Regions from separate parts of the Sus scrofa genome. Here region 2 is linked to region 1. A link is a contact called in public Hi-C data. All regions are on one chromosome and are shown on one strand. The core of a region is the stretch at or near the end of the contact, and the rest is flanking DNA. Distances in the headings are between cores, read along the strand shown.

What was found. Hi-C and Micro-C count contacts between places; a contact is called where the count stands out from the background.
Region 2: a contact with region 1 is called in a Hi-C map of liver, with 3 times the contacts expected there. The contact joins the enhancer-like site here to the promoter of KCTD15 in region 1. A contact is called at or near these places in 3 of 5 promoter capture datasets (fetal liver, fetal skeletal muscle and liver), 22 of 47 Hi-C or Micro-C datasets (adipocytes, alveolar macrophages, blood and 13 more) and 2 of 2 datasets of contacts at active chromatin or transcription factors (alveolar macrophages and skeletal muscle).

The regions. Positions count from the first base shown.
Region 1 is chr6:43,525,633-43,531,661 of Sscrofa11.1, reverse strand. KCTD15 (BTB/POZ domain-containing protein KCTD15) reads right to left here and starts at 2,985. Exons shown (of 7, transcript XM_021094316.1): 1 at 2,822-2,985; 2 at 1,074-1,169. It overlaps LOC102158826 (a long non-coding RNA gene), which reads right to left. Exons shown (of 7, transcript XR_002344633.1): 7 at 5,535-6,029.
Region 2 is chr6:43,685,238-43,691,266 of Sscrofa11.1, reverse strand. The region is part of intron 4 of LOC100623157; the gene reads left to right. Among named protein-coding and RNA genes, the nearest start is that of KCTD15, 160 kb to the right of the region's middle. Within about 2 kb of position 2,451, at least 2 of the 83 cell types and tissues checked have an H3K27ac peak or open chromatin away from gene starts, as enhancers often do. A contact at or near this core is called in liver, where this site is marked.

The sequences.
Region 1 (6,029 bases), core at 1,736-4,235:
GGAAGGGCGAAAGTCACTTAGGAAGCCACCGCTCCCCTGTGGCTCCTTAGAGAGGAAAACTCTTTGTTTGCCCAGCCTGCACCTCTGCAGTTTGTCCCCAGACCCCCAGAATGGTCTTGTCTGTGCCTAATTTATTCTAGATCCCTTCCGGATCACAGCCCCCAAGGCATTAGAGAGGAGACAGCAGCTCGGTTAATGAACCCTCTCTCCTGCCCCCTCCCCACAGTCACTCAGCTACTCTCCTCTGTGCCAAAACCACCTGAAATAAAATTGTCCCACGGTCTCTAGAAGCTGCCAGAAGACACTTTGCAGGCCCTATGCAAGAGGGCTGGATGACAGCAGATTTAAGCAGCCCCTTCCCCTGCCTTGGGGCATCTCATGGGCAGGGGGAGCTTTGCATAGTGAATATGGTGTTTCCCCCCCCCCCCCCCCCCCCGCCCCTTACTGGCCTCCACACACCTAAACCTGAACTTCTCAGAGGTTTCACCCCAGCCTCCCTCAAGGACTGCCTCTGTGCCTTGATATTCAACATTCAGTTTTAAGACATGGACCAAAGTCCAATGAGAATCAAATCCTGCAAATTCAAGTCAGGTCACTCTCCTAGGATTCGTTCTGCCCTTGGTGTCCTGGCAAGTTCTCTGACAGGAAACTGGGGTGGGAGTTGCTCTTAGCAGGCAGTGATGTTTCATTTATAGCTCCCAGGGTCTGCAGCTTTTGGCATTCCTGAGCTCCCCCTGAAAGCTTTCAAAAGAAAACCAGGTCACTTATCTCAAGGAAGTTCTGAGAAACCAAAACATATCTCAGGAATGGGTTCTCCTGCCCTGGGAGGCTCTGCTGGGGGAGGAGTCAGAAGGAAAGCCACACTGAGGATAAACTGTGCTGGAAGGAATTCGGATGGAAATTCTATCAGAGCGGACTGCCCAGTGTTCTCCCTCCTACTACCAGGACACTGCTCAGAAGTGACATTTAACACCTAGTACCCATCGCAAAAGCTGCTCCAGCCTGTTCTCACCCAGCCTCTTTCCCATCGCAAGCACAACCTGATGTTCGTGGCAAACCAGAAACTCACTCACCATTGGAAGCCCCAGGCTGTACGCCTTGACTCGAACCTCCACTGCTCCCTCCGACAAACGCATCTGTGCTGGACCACGACCCTTTCCCCGAGACCACTGCTGAGGTCAGAAGCATAAAGTGGGTACACGAAGAGACACAAGTTCATTCCTCCAGCACCAGCATCAAACCCCACGACCCAGCCCCAGCGCGCCACGGCCCTCCCGAGGATCAGCCAAACCGCCTGTTGCAGGAGCTTCGGCGGTAGAGTGCTCCACGGCCCCGCAGGTTTCCAAACTAGCTGGGTATTGACCCGCTTCTCCAAGCTGCAGCGGGAGCCCCGGGTCCCGCGCCCGCCCCACCGCCGCCGCCGAGCCCCGCCCGCCCGAGCAGAGGGAAGCGAGCAGAATGCCACGCTCATTTACACACAAAATGATTTTGTGTCCCATTGTGCTCGCAGTTGTTCAGCTCTCTGGGGGTGATTAAACTGGCTGAGCTGCGGCAGCTTGAGACGATTTCACTAAATCGCTTCTTCGTGAAGTCGCTTCTTTGCTAAGCTGTTATTTTAACCATAAAAGGTAAACAGAAGGCGCCTCGAGAGCTCCCTTCGGCTCTGCGCCCAGGGCGCCAGCCCGGGGCTAGAGGGCCAGGGGCCTGCAGAATTGCCCAGGAGGTGGGCTAGAAGGGAGGCAGGCGGGCCACCTGGCGCGCGCCAGCCCCTCCACGGAGCCCGCCGGCCGCTGTGAACTTCGGGGCGGCCGGAGCCGGCTGGGCCCAGGCCCGCGGCGCCGCGGGGCGGGGGTGGCCGCGGAACCCAGAGCGCCTGGCAGGACCGGGAGGGGTGTGCGGCAGGGGCGGGGCGGAAGACAAAGTTAAATCAAGAGGCAGACACTTAAGAGACCACAGATGGGAAGCTCGCCTAATTAAGGACGTAAAAGCGCTTTTGTTCTCAAAGTTTATTGTTGCCGGGATTAAAAAAAATTAATTGAAACTAATGCTGTTATTCACTCGTGCAGTTAAATTCCTTCATGCACATTTGAGACACCGAGTGAAAACTTGAAGCTTATCTTTCTGCAGCCGGGGGTGGGGGGCGCGGAGGACGGAAACGCGCTCCAGCTAAGGGGGAGGGGGGGCTGTTTGAGAGTGTGTGCCGGTGCGCGCGTCCAGGTCTGGGGGTACCGGCGGGGTGCAGGGCTCCGGCGGCGACGACCGCGTCTCCGCGCGGCCCGCCTGGGGTTCCAGACCCGCGCTTGGGATGACCCACCGGCGCGCCAGCCCCTTCCGCTCCGTTTGGGACTCGCGGGTGGGCGTCTGAGGACGCACATCTGTCCCGTTGGAGACTTTTTCTCTCCCTGATTTGGACACCAAGCCCGGCCCAATCAGCCCGAAGCCCCAGCTGCGTGAGCCCGGTTCTGACCCCGGAAACTCGCTGGCTCTGCAGGGCGCTCGGCCCTGCACTGAGGCCCAAGTGCCCGGACCTGAACGCCACCCTCCCCCCCACCCCGCCCCGCGCGGCAGGAAGCTCGGTGCCCGCCCGCGTGGGGAGGGTCCACCCGGGGCCAGGGCCGGCCCACGTGGGCAATCCCCCCTTCCCGCGCCAGGCCTTTGTGCTGGGTGCCCCCGCGCCGCCAGTCCCCGCCGCCTTGCACCGGGACAAAGCAGCCGCCCCCGCCCAGGTCCGAATCCCGGCCGGGCGACTTTCTGGGTATCACAGCCACTTTAGGGACAGGGGTGCGCGTCGCTGAGCGGTGGCCGCCCGCGCGGGGCTTACCTCGGAGCCGGAGCGGCGGATCCGGCTCGGGCGCAGCCCCCGCCCCCCGCAGCCGCCGGTCTCGGGCGCCGGGCACAGCCTCGCCGCCTATGCTCGCCGCGCGGGTCGCTCCGGTCTCGTCCTGGAGTTACTTTCTCTCTCGCCCCCAACCCTCCCCCACCCACCCCTCCCGCCCCGGCCCCCGCTTCGCGCGGCCCCTCGCGGCGCGGCGCGCCGGGGCCTCCCCTCCCCGCCCTCCCCTCGCCTCCTCCCCTCCTCGCGGCCGCCGCCGCCGCCTCCTCTTCGCGCCGCTCTCCGGCTGCCCTCCCGCCGCTCCCACCTCCTCTCCTCCCTCCTCTCTCTCCAGCGGCCTTCCCCGGTTGCTGGCGAGAAAACCAGCCCCCCACCTCAGCCCTCAGCCCGCGCCCCGTCGCGGCCGAGCCCGGACGCCAAGGGCAGCGATCCGGCTCCAAATTACCCAGCGCGGCGAGGCGAGCGGGAGCGCGCGGCGACTCCTGGCTCGGGGCTTGGCTGCGCCGCGGGGCAGAGGATTAGAGTCGCAATTAGCTCCGCGCGCCCGCGCCTACCGCGCTCGGCGACAAAAATGCGCCGTTTCCCTTCCTTTAGCCGGGCGAGCACCACCCGCCTCCCCCGAAGCCTGCGCCTTCCCGCCGTGGCCTCCGCCAGGACCCTCCCGGGAGCGGTGCGCCCAGGCCCCGCGCCCTCCGCCGCCCAGCCCCCGCCCCCCGCCGGCCAGCCACGCGGCGCCCGGGCCTCCTCCGGGCTCGGGAGGGGGCGGGGGAGAAGCTGATTTTAATCATTGTCATTTCATCTGATGTAATATTTCCCCGGGCGCTTTCAGCTGGGCATAAATTTTCGGCTCCCAAATAAGTAACACAGGGCACGTTTCTCACATTTCTTGACTCCTCGGTTACAAAGAGGAGAGCAGCCGCCGCCGCGGCGCCCGGGGCCAGGGGCGGGACTTGGGAAGAAACTGGGCTGCGAGTCGGCCGGGGCTGGAGCGGAGCCGGGGGCCAGAGCCGCCCCTCCCCCTCCCCGGCCTTCCTCCCCGGGTCTCTGCCCCGACCGCCCCTCTACCGGGGAGCAGCGCCGCCCGTGACGTCTGCGGACACGCGGTCGGCTACCGCGGGGGAGGGGGGCGCCCGGCCGGCCCCCCGCGGCCAGACGCGCCATTTCCTTGACTCGCGCGGCGCGATGGAGACGTCTAACGCCAAGACTCCTCGCGGCGCCGAGGCCTGCGCCCAGGGCGTCCCCCCTGGTCCCCGAGGCGGCTGCCGCTTCCTCCTCCTGTCCTACCTCCTCCTCCCCTTCCTCTTTCTCTCGCTCCCCGCCCGTCCCCCACCTCCGCCTGCTCCTGGACCACTTCCCGGCTCCTAGGAAACGGAGCACGGAGCCTCCAGTGCCGCGCGCCCGGCCTGCACTGCGCCCCCGTCCGGCTTCGGGGACGCCCTGGCTCGAGCCAGGCTCGAGCTGGAGGACGGGTGCGCTCCAGCCCAGAGCCGCGCCGGGGCCCCCACCCCGAACTCCAGCCGGACCTGGGCGCCCTCTAGCGGCCCCACTCTCAGGGGCCGCCAGGGGCCGGCCCGGAGCGGGGGCACGAGCGGGGGTGGGCGGGGGCACGAGCGGGGGTGGGCGGGGGCACCGGCGGGAGGAGAAAGAGCTGTGGGCCTTCTTCTCCTTGGCCAGGGGACCTCGCGCGTGGAAAGAGCTCCCAGACCGCGCTTCTGGAACTTCTCCACGCGGGAATAAGCAGAAACTTTCCTCCTAAGGGAAGGTTTCATTTATTTATTTATTTTAGACCTTGAACTACAGGAGAAGGGGGAAATTTTCTCATTAAAGTTACATCCCTGCAGTTAGTTCAATTACTTGATATATGCAGAAGATGTTGTAAATTTATAGATTTAAATAGCTTACAAAGATGCCGCAGGCCCCATCAGTTAATTTCCTTAATTTATGGATTTTTGGCTGCTCCTAGAACAGAAAGGGGCCCTGGAAGTAGGTCAAGGAGCTGTACAGCGGTTCTAGCACAGCCCATGGGCTGCCCACTCTGCTCCCCACGCCCTGGCACCCCCCGGGCTTCTGGCTCCCAGCTCAGGCCTGACAGCACTACTCTCTGCTCTCTATATTTTGGCCAAGCCAGGCCTGGGAGGTCTGCTTTCGTCCGTGGTGACTCCGTCTCCCCAGGGCTGCACTGCCATGCCAAGAAGAGCAAAGCCTCCATCTCCACCCGCCCCTCCCAGCACTGAGGGAATGGAGCCAGAAGCAAGGGTCCCAACTACTCTGACCTCCTGTGTCCCCCCTAAAATGGTAGCTGGGATCCCAAGTGGAGAAGGCCATGTCTGGATGCCTCAGGCTTCTTCGGGGTAAGAACCTTCCCCCTTCTCAAGCCTTTGAGCGCTGGGGGGAAGCGGTGAGCATGAGGAAGAATGCTCCAGGCTCCTGTCTGAGGAGCCCAGACCCACTGAGAACCCCAACCCTCATGGCCTCATCGCCTCTCACCCCTCTCATCCCACCGGGTAGGTGCCTGATAGAGCTTCTTTGCTTCGTGTTCAATATGGACGAATATATACATATAAATTAATACTTAGAAGATGGGTATAAACTAAACTGTTTTAGGAGGCCACATGGCGATGTGATTAGTATTGGTATTCATGATTTAACATTTCTTTTCCCACTAGATGAAGTTTCTAAGATTTGCAAGGTACATGTCAAGGACGGGTGTATAAATGGATTTTTATTTATTCACAACTCCAAGACTAATTGCTTCTCTTTGCCTCAAGGCCACGAGATGGGTTTTAATATGACACTTCAAAAGTATTCATGGAACTACAGAGATACGAAGTGTCATTGTTTAAGAGACAAATCTCGCTGTGGTACTGGTGACCCTGCAAATAGGATGTTCCATTTCATTTTCAAATCCTCGATGTTTTTCTAAGAGTTTCACTCTATACCAACTGTATTAAAAATGCACAATTTCATTGAAACAAGACCTGACCATTCTCAAAGACCTTTTATTTCCTGAATATTGCTGGAAACTTTGTTTTCCTATTCCTGAAACCTTTTATTAAAGAGCTGAACTTTATACATGTCATTAAGAAGAGTAAGTTTGGGCCATAATTTATCCTCAAGTGTTTTAAAAGTTCCCGGCTAAATGTCAACCATCTTTTACACTGAGGGACTCGGATATGAGCTGTGATAGGCATGTAAT
Region 2 (6,029 bases), core at 1,202-3,701, 160 kb before region 1:
GCGTTTCTACTGGGGCTTTCAAGAACGTGGCTTTTGACGGAAGACTCTGTCCCTGGACCTGGTGGTCTCTCTCTCTGACCAGTGCTTGGGCTTGGCAGGTAAATGATACCCTTCCAAACAGGAGATTTTGTCTCATCTTCTGTCTTCCATGAAGTCATGACAGTAAGGAGCTTCACATTTCATGTGTTTCATTTTTCAGAACTTAAAGAATTTCAAGTAATTCATACACATGCTTTTACAAATTTCAAGAAGTCCTGAAGGGCTTGCAATGAAAAGCACAGCACTGGGCTTATCTTCTCTTCCTCTCATGTTGCTCCTCAGAGCGATCACTTTATAAAACAAAATTTTTATCGAGGTAAAATTTACATACATTGAAATGCACAGTTGAAAAGTCTTCAAATAGATTGATTAATTGGTATGGTTTGTGACTACCACCATGCTCAAGATACGGGTCATTTTTATCACCCAGAAAATGCCCTCATGACCTTCTTGTCACCATTGTCACTGTTGCTGGGTTTTTTTAAATTTATTTTTTCATTGAAGTGTAGTTGATTTTCTTTTTTTTTTTTCTTTTTTTTTTCTTTTTTGTCTTTTTAGGGCCACACCCACAGCAAATAGAGGTTCCCAGGATAGGGGTCAAATTGGAGCTGTAGGCGCTGGCCTACACCACAGCCACACAACGCTAGATCTGAGCCGTGTCTGTGACCTACACGACAGCTCATGGCAGCACCGGATCCTTAACGCACTGAGTGAGGCCAGGGATCGAACCTGTGTCCTCATGGATGCTAGTCAGATTCCTTTCTGCTGAGCCACCACGGGAATGCCTAGTTGATTTTCAATGTTGTGTGTTTCACGTGTACAGCAATACATATATTCAGTTATGCATATATGTATTCTTTTCTTTTATGCATAGTGACTGTTAAAATAACCACTGATTATGGTTATAATAATCAAGCCCAAGCTCCTTGCTGTCACGACTTCATGGAAGACAGAAGATGAGACAAAATCTCCTGTTTGGAAAGGTATCATTTACCTGCCAAGCCCAAGCACTGGACCACCAGGTCCAGGGACAGAGTCTTCAGTGATCAGTGTAGAGATTTTGTTTACTATTGTTTCAAAAAAGATGAAATAGTTATAAATATGGTTATATTTTAGATCCACTAAAGGGAGTAGTGAAGTCCAACTTAGTTTTTTTTTTCTTCTTATCTCTTATGCTTTTAATATCTTACCTAAGAAATCATTGCCTAACCAAGGTCACTAATATTTACTCCTCTGCTGTCTTCTAAGAGTTTTATAGTTTTAATCTTTACATTTAAGTCTTGATGCATTCTGAGTTATATTTTGTGTATGGTGTGAGGTAAGCGTCCAAATATATCCCTTTGCATGTGGCTATCCAGTTGTCCTAGCGCCATTTGTTGAAAATATTGTTCTTTCCCCCATTGAATCATCTTGGTGTGCTTCTCAAAAATCAGTTGTCTGTGAATGTCAGGGCTTATTTTTGGAGTATCGGTTCTCTTCCATTGACCTAAATGTCTGTCCTTAAGCCAGTATTGCACTGTCTTGATTATGGGAGCTTTGTAATAAGTTTTGAAGTTGGGCTGTATAAGTCTTCCAGCTTCATTCTTTTTCCAGATTGTTTCAGCTATTTCTTGTCATTCTGCATTTCTGTATGAGTTTTAGATCAGCTTGTCAGTTTCTGCCCTCTCCCCACCACCACAAAAAAACAAAAACAAAACAAAAAAAAAAGCGCCCAGCTGGGATTTTGATAGCAGATCAGTTGGCAGAAAATTGCCGTCTTAAACAATATTGAGTCTCTCAATCTATGAAAGTGTAATGTCTCTCCATTTGTTTAGATCTTTAATTTTTTCAACAGCGTTTTATAGTTTCAGAGTATAAGTCTTACACTGCTTTTGTTAAACTTATTTCTAAGTATTTTGTTCTTTTTGATATTATTGTGAATGGAGCTGCTCTCTTAATTTCATTTCAGATATTCATTGCTAGCACAGAGAAGTACAATTCATTTCTGTGCGTTGATCTTCTATCCTGCCAATTTGCTATACTCACTTACTAGTTGTAGTCCTCTTTTTAAAGAATTAAAAAAAATTTTCGTATATATGAGATTATATATAATATATATAATTATGTTGTCTGAGAATAAAGATAGTTGTAGTTCTGCCTTTTCAGGGTGGATACCTTTTATTTCTGTTTCCTGCCTTATTTCCCTGGCCAGAAGCTCTAGTACAATGGTGACTAGAAATGCTAAGAGTAGACATCCTTATCTTGTTCTCAATCTCAAAACATTCAGTCTTGGTTGGCAGAGATTTTTCATTTTGATGAAATGCATGTTATCGATTTTTTTCTTTTATAGTTGATGCTTTTTGTACTCTGTCCTAGAAATCTTTGCCTATTTTAGGTTTGCAGGCCCAGTTCCAACACTGGGGGAGGCAGTGTTTGCCACACCAACAAACAATGTGCCTACACCAACTGGCGTCCTATAATCAACTCAATTTTGACACTGTCTATTGAGAGATAGGGTCAAATTGCACAGGTTAAGAGCCTAGTCCCACAAGCCCGCCCTCCGCCTAAGGTGCCAATTGCAAGCCCAGGTTGTTGCCTGTGCTTCTGACCAGACCAGTTACAGATTGGAAGTTCCCACAACCCTTTCCTTGGGTATGATTAATTTGTTAGAGTGGCTCATGGAACTCAGGAAACCCATTTACTCACTATATTACTGGTTGTTTTTTTTTGTTTGTTTTACAAAGGGCATTAAAGCATATGAATCAACAGTCAAATGAAGAGAAATAACAGGGCAAGGTCCTGAACAAAGGAGCTCTGTCCTCCTGGGGTTCGGGCATGGCAAGGTGGCATGTGGACGTGTTGGCAGCTCTCCAAACCCTGTCCCTAAGGTTTTTATGGAGGCTTCATTACATAGGTGCAATTGATTAAACCATTGGCTATGGGCCACTGATGCAACCTCCAGCCCCTCTCTCCTTCCCAGAGGTCAGGGGTTGGGACTGAAAGTTCCAACCCTCTAATCACATGGTTGGTTCCACTGGCAACCCGCTCGCAGCGTCCTTAGGTGCTTTCCAAAAGTCACCTCATTAACATATAGAGGCACCTTTATCTCTCATCACAAAATATTCCAAGAGTTTTAGGAGCTCTGTGTCAGAAATGGGGTAAAGACTAAATATATATTTCTTATTATTAGTCAGAATATCATAGTCTACTTCAAGGTTATGAAGATTTTCTCCTATGTTTTCATTAGAGGTTTGGTTCTTTACCTTTTTTTTTTTTTTTTTTTTTTTTTTTTTTTGGTCTTTTTTGCCATTTCTTGGGCCACTGCCGTGGCACTTGGAGGTTCCCAGGCTAGGGGTCAGATTAGAGCTATAGCCACCGGCCTACACCACAGCCACAGCAACGCGGAATCTGAGCCGAGCCGCGTCTGCATCCTACACCACAGCTCACAGCAATGCCGGATTCTTAACCCACTGAGTAAGGCCAGGGATCAAACCTGCAACCAACCCCATGGTTCCTAGTCGGATTCGTTAGCCACTGCGCCATGACAGGAACTCCGCCATTGAAGCATTCTTATGCTTATTGTTTGCCTGTGTATTTTGCTACACTTTTACTTTCAATCACGCTTTCTTTTATATTTAAAGTACATCTCTTACTGGTAACATGTAATTGAATGTGGCTTTTATGTGTAGTCTGATATTCTTAGCTGTTTAATTGAAATAAATACTGCATTTACATATAATGCAGTTATTGGTGTGGTTGAGTTTAAATCTACTGTCTTATTATTTGTTTTTTGTTTTCTTCCCTGGCCTTCATTCTTTTGATCCTTTTATCCTGCCTTCTTTTGGATTAATTGAACATTTTTGGATTTTATTTTATTTCTACTATCGACTTCTTATTTATGCCTGTTTTTATTACATGTTAGTGGCTGTTCTAAAGCTAACAAGGATACATATAGCCTTAATGTATCAAAGCCTGTTTAGAATTACTTTGTACCATTGTTCACATCTGTTACTTCTCGTTTCACACCCTATGCATCCCCCGTCACAGTTCATACTTCACACTTCACAAATGCAATACCTTAACATAGAACCATTCCATTTACCTGCTTTTCCACCCCATCCTTTATGCTCTTGTTATTATGTCTTTTAATTCTACACACCTCATAAGCCCTACCTTACAGTGCTATTATTTTGCTTTAAACAGTCAGGTTTTAAAGCAAATATGGGAAGACACAAGTCTTGTATGTTTACGAAGTTATTCACCATTTCTACTGTTGTCTGTTCTTTCCTAGATTCAAGTTTCCATCTGGTATCACTTTCCTTTAGCCTGAAGAACTTCCTTTAGCATTTCTAATGACAAGTCTAATAACAAATTCTTTTAGCTTTCATGTATCTAAAAATATATTTATTTTATCCTATTTTTGGAGGATATTTTCCCAACATATAGAATTCAGTATTGGCATCCTTTTTCTTCAGCCCTTTAGAGATGTCCTTCCATTGTCCAGTGGCCTCCATTTTTTCTTATGAGGCATCAGTGAACAGCCTTATATATATTTTTTCAAATATTTTCTGCTCCTCATCCCGTCCTTCTGGAACATCAGTTGCATATATTGTTAGACCACCTGATATTATCTCAGTGTTGACTGAGACTTCGTTCTTTGGAAAGCCTCAGTGTCAACCCAATCCCTCTACCTTGAGAGAGTTCTAAATTCAACTGTGTCCTCTGCGGGGGGTGGGGGGGGGGAGCTAAAATCTCACTCAATTTTTCCACTCTTTCAGCTGCAGCTTTTCAGCAGAATTCTTAGAGTTTCCCTGCACATTTACAGTTCAGGGTGAGCTAAGGATTTGAGGGGAGTTTATAGGCAAATTTCATGACTCACCATTCTGTGGTTTCTTTTTCTTCCATCTGGCTTTCCCTCCCCCCTTCAATTTTCAGCATCTTTGGCTAATTCAAACTCTAACATTTCAAGCCAATTCAGGCTTTCTGTTTCGGTTCTAGCTGCTGCACCCCATATAGTTTAGGTAGTGCCTTTGGGGAAAATTATAAGAAGATAGGTCTCACTCAGCGCAATTCCCTTCTTTCAAGGCTTGAACCCCCTCCTCTTTATGCTTGCTTCAGGTCACTTTCCAGTGCCTTCAAATGTTTTTATAACGTTTTTTTCTGGAGTTTTTAATTATTATCTACAGAAGTGGTAGTCTGATGTAATGTATTGAAACCACAATTTCATAGCAATCATGTTCAACCATTTCTAGTAGTACAACTGAGGTCATTTCATACTCAAAATATTATGCAACTTAAGAATTATCTAGTGGGTTTTGCTATGTTAGATGAAATTTAATTTATATGTCTTTTACCTCCTCTGGTTCACTCATAACCAATATATTATAGTTTACTGTTTTTACTTATTTTAATTGTTGCCTATGTAATTTTAAATAATCTTCTTAGGCCTCTATTTCTTATTCTTCAATTCTGAACAGCATCTTAATTATCCACGTAGTAAACGGAGAATATTAGCACTTATAAAAAATTATAGTTGCTTTACAGTGTTGTGCCAATTTCTGCTGTACAGCATAGTAACCTAGTCATATAGGTTACTATGGTAATATATAGGTTACTATATATAGGCACTATAGCCAATCTCTTGGGATAGAACATACTGGAAGATAGTATGAGAAAAAGAATGTATAGATGAACATTAGCACTTTTAACCTTCCTTCTCCCATTTTTATTTTTTTGCCTTTCCTCTCCCAACTTCTGTAGGCCGGGCCTTTATTTTTGCATTGCCAAGCATAATGACATTTAATTTCTATCATATAAACACAGTTATGGCTTCTGTGACTTGCCTGCGGCTTGATTCAACATTTATTAACGCAGCAAATATTTATTGGGGACCTACCATGAGCTAGCCCCTGTCCTTGGTTCTGGGAAGCTGTAGTGAATATGATAGTAAAGAAAGATCCCTGCTCTTGTGGAATATACTTTCTAGTGGGGGGTGGGATGGAGAGAGAAAA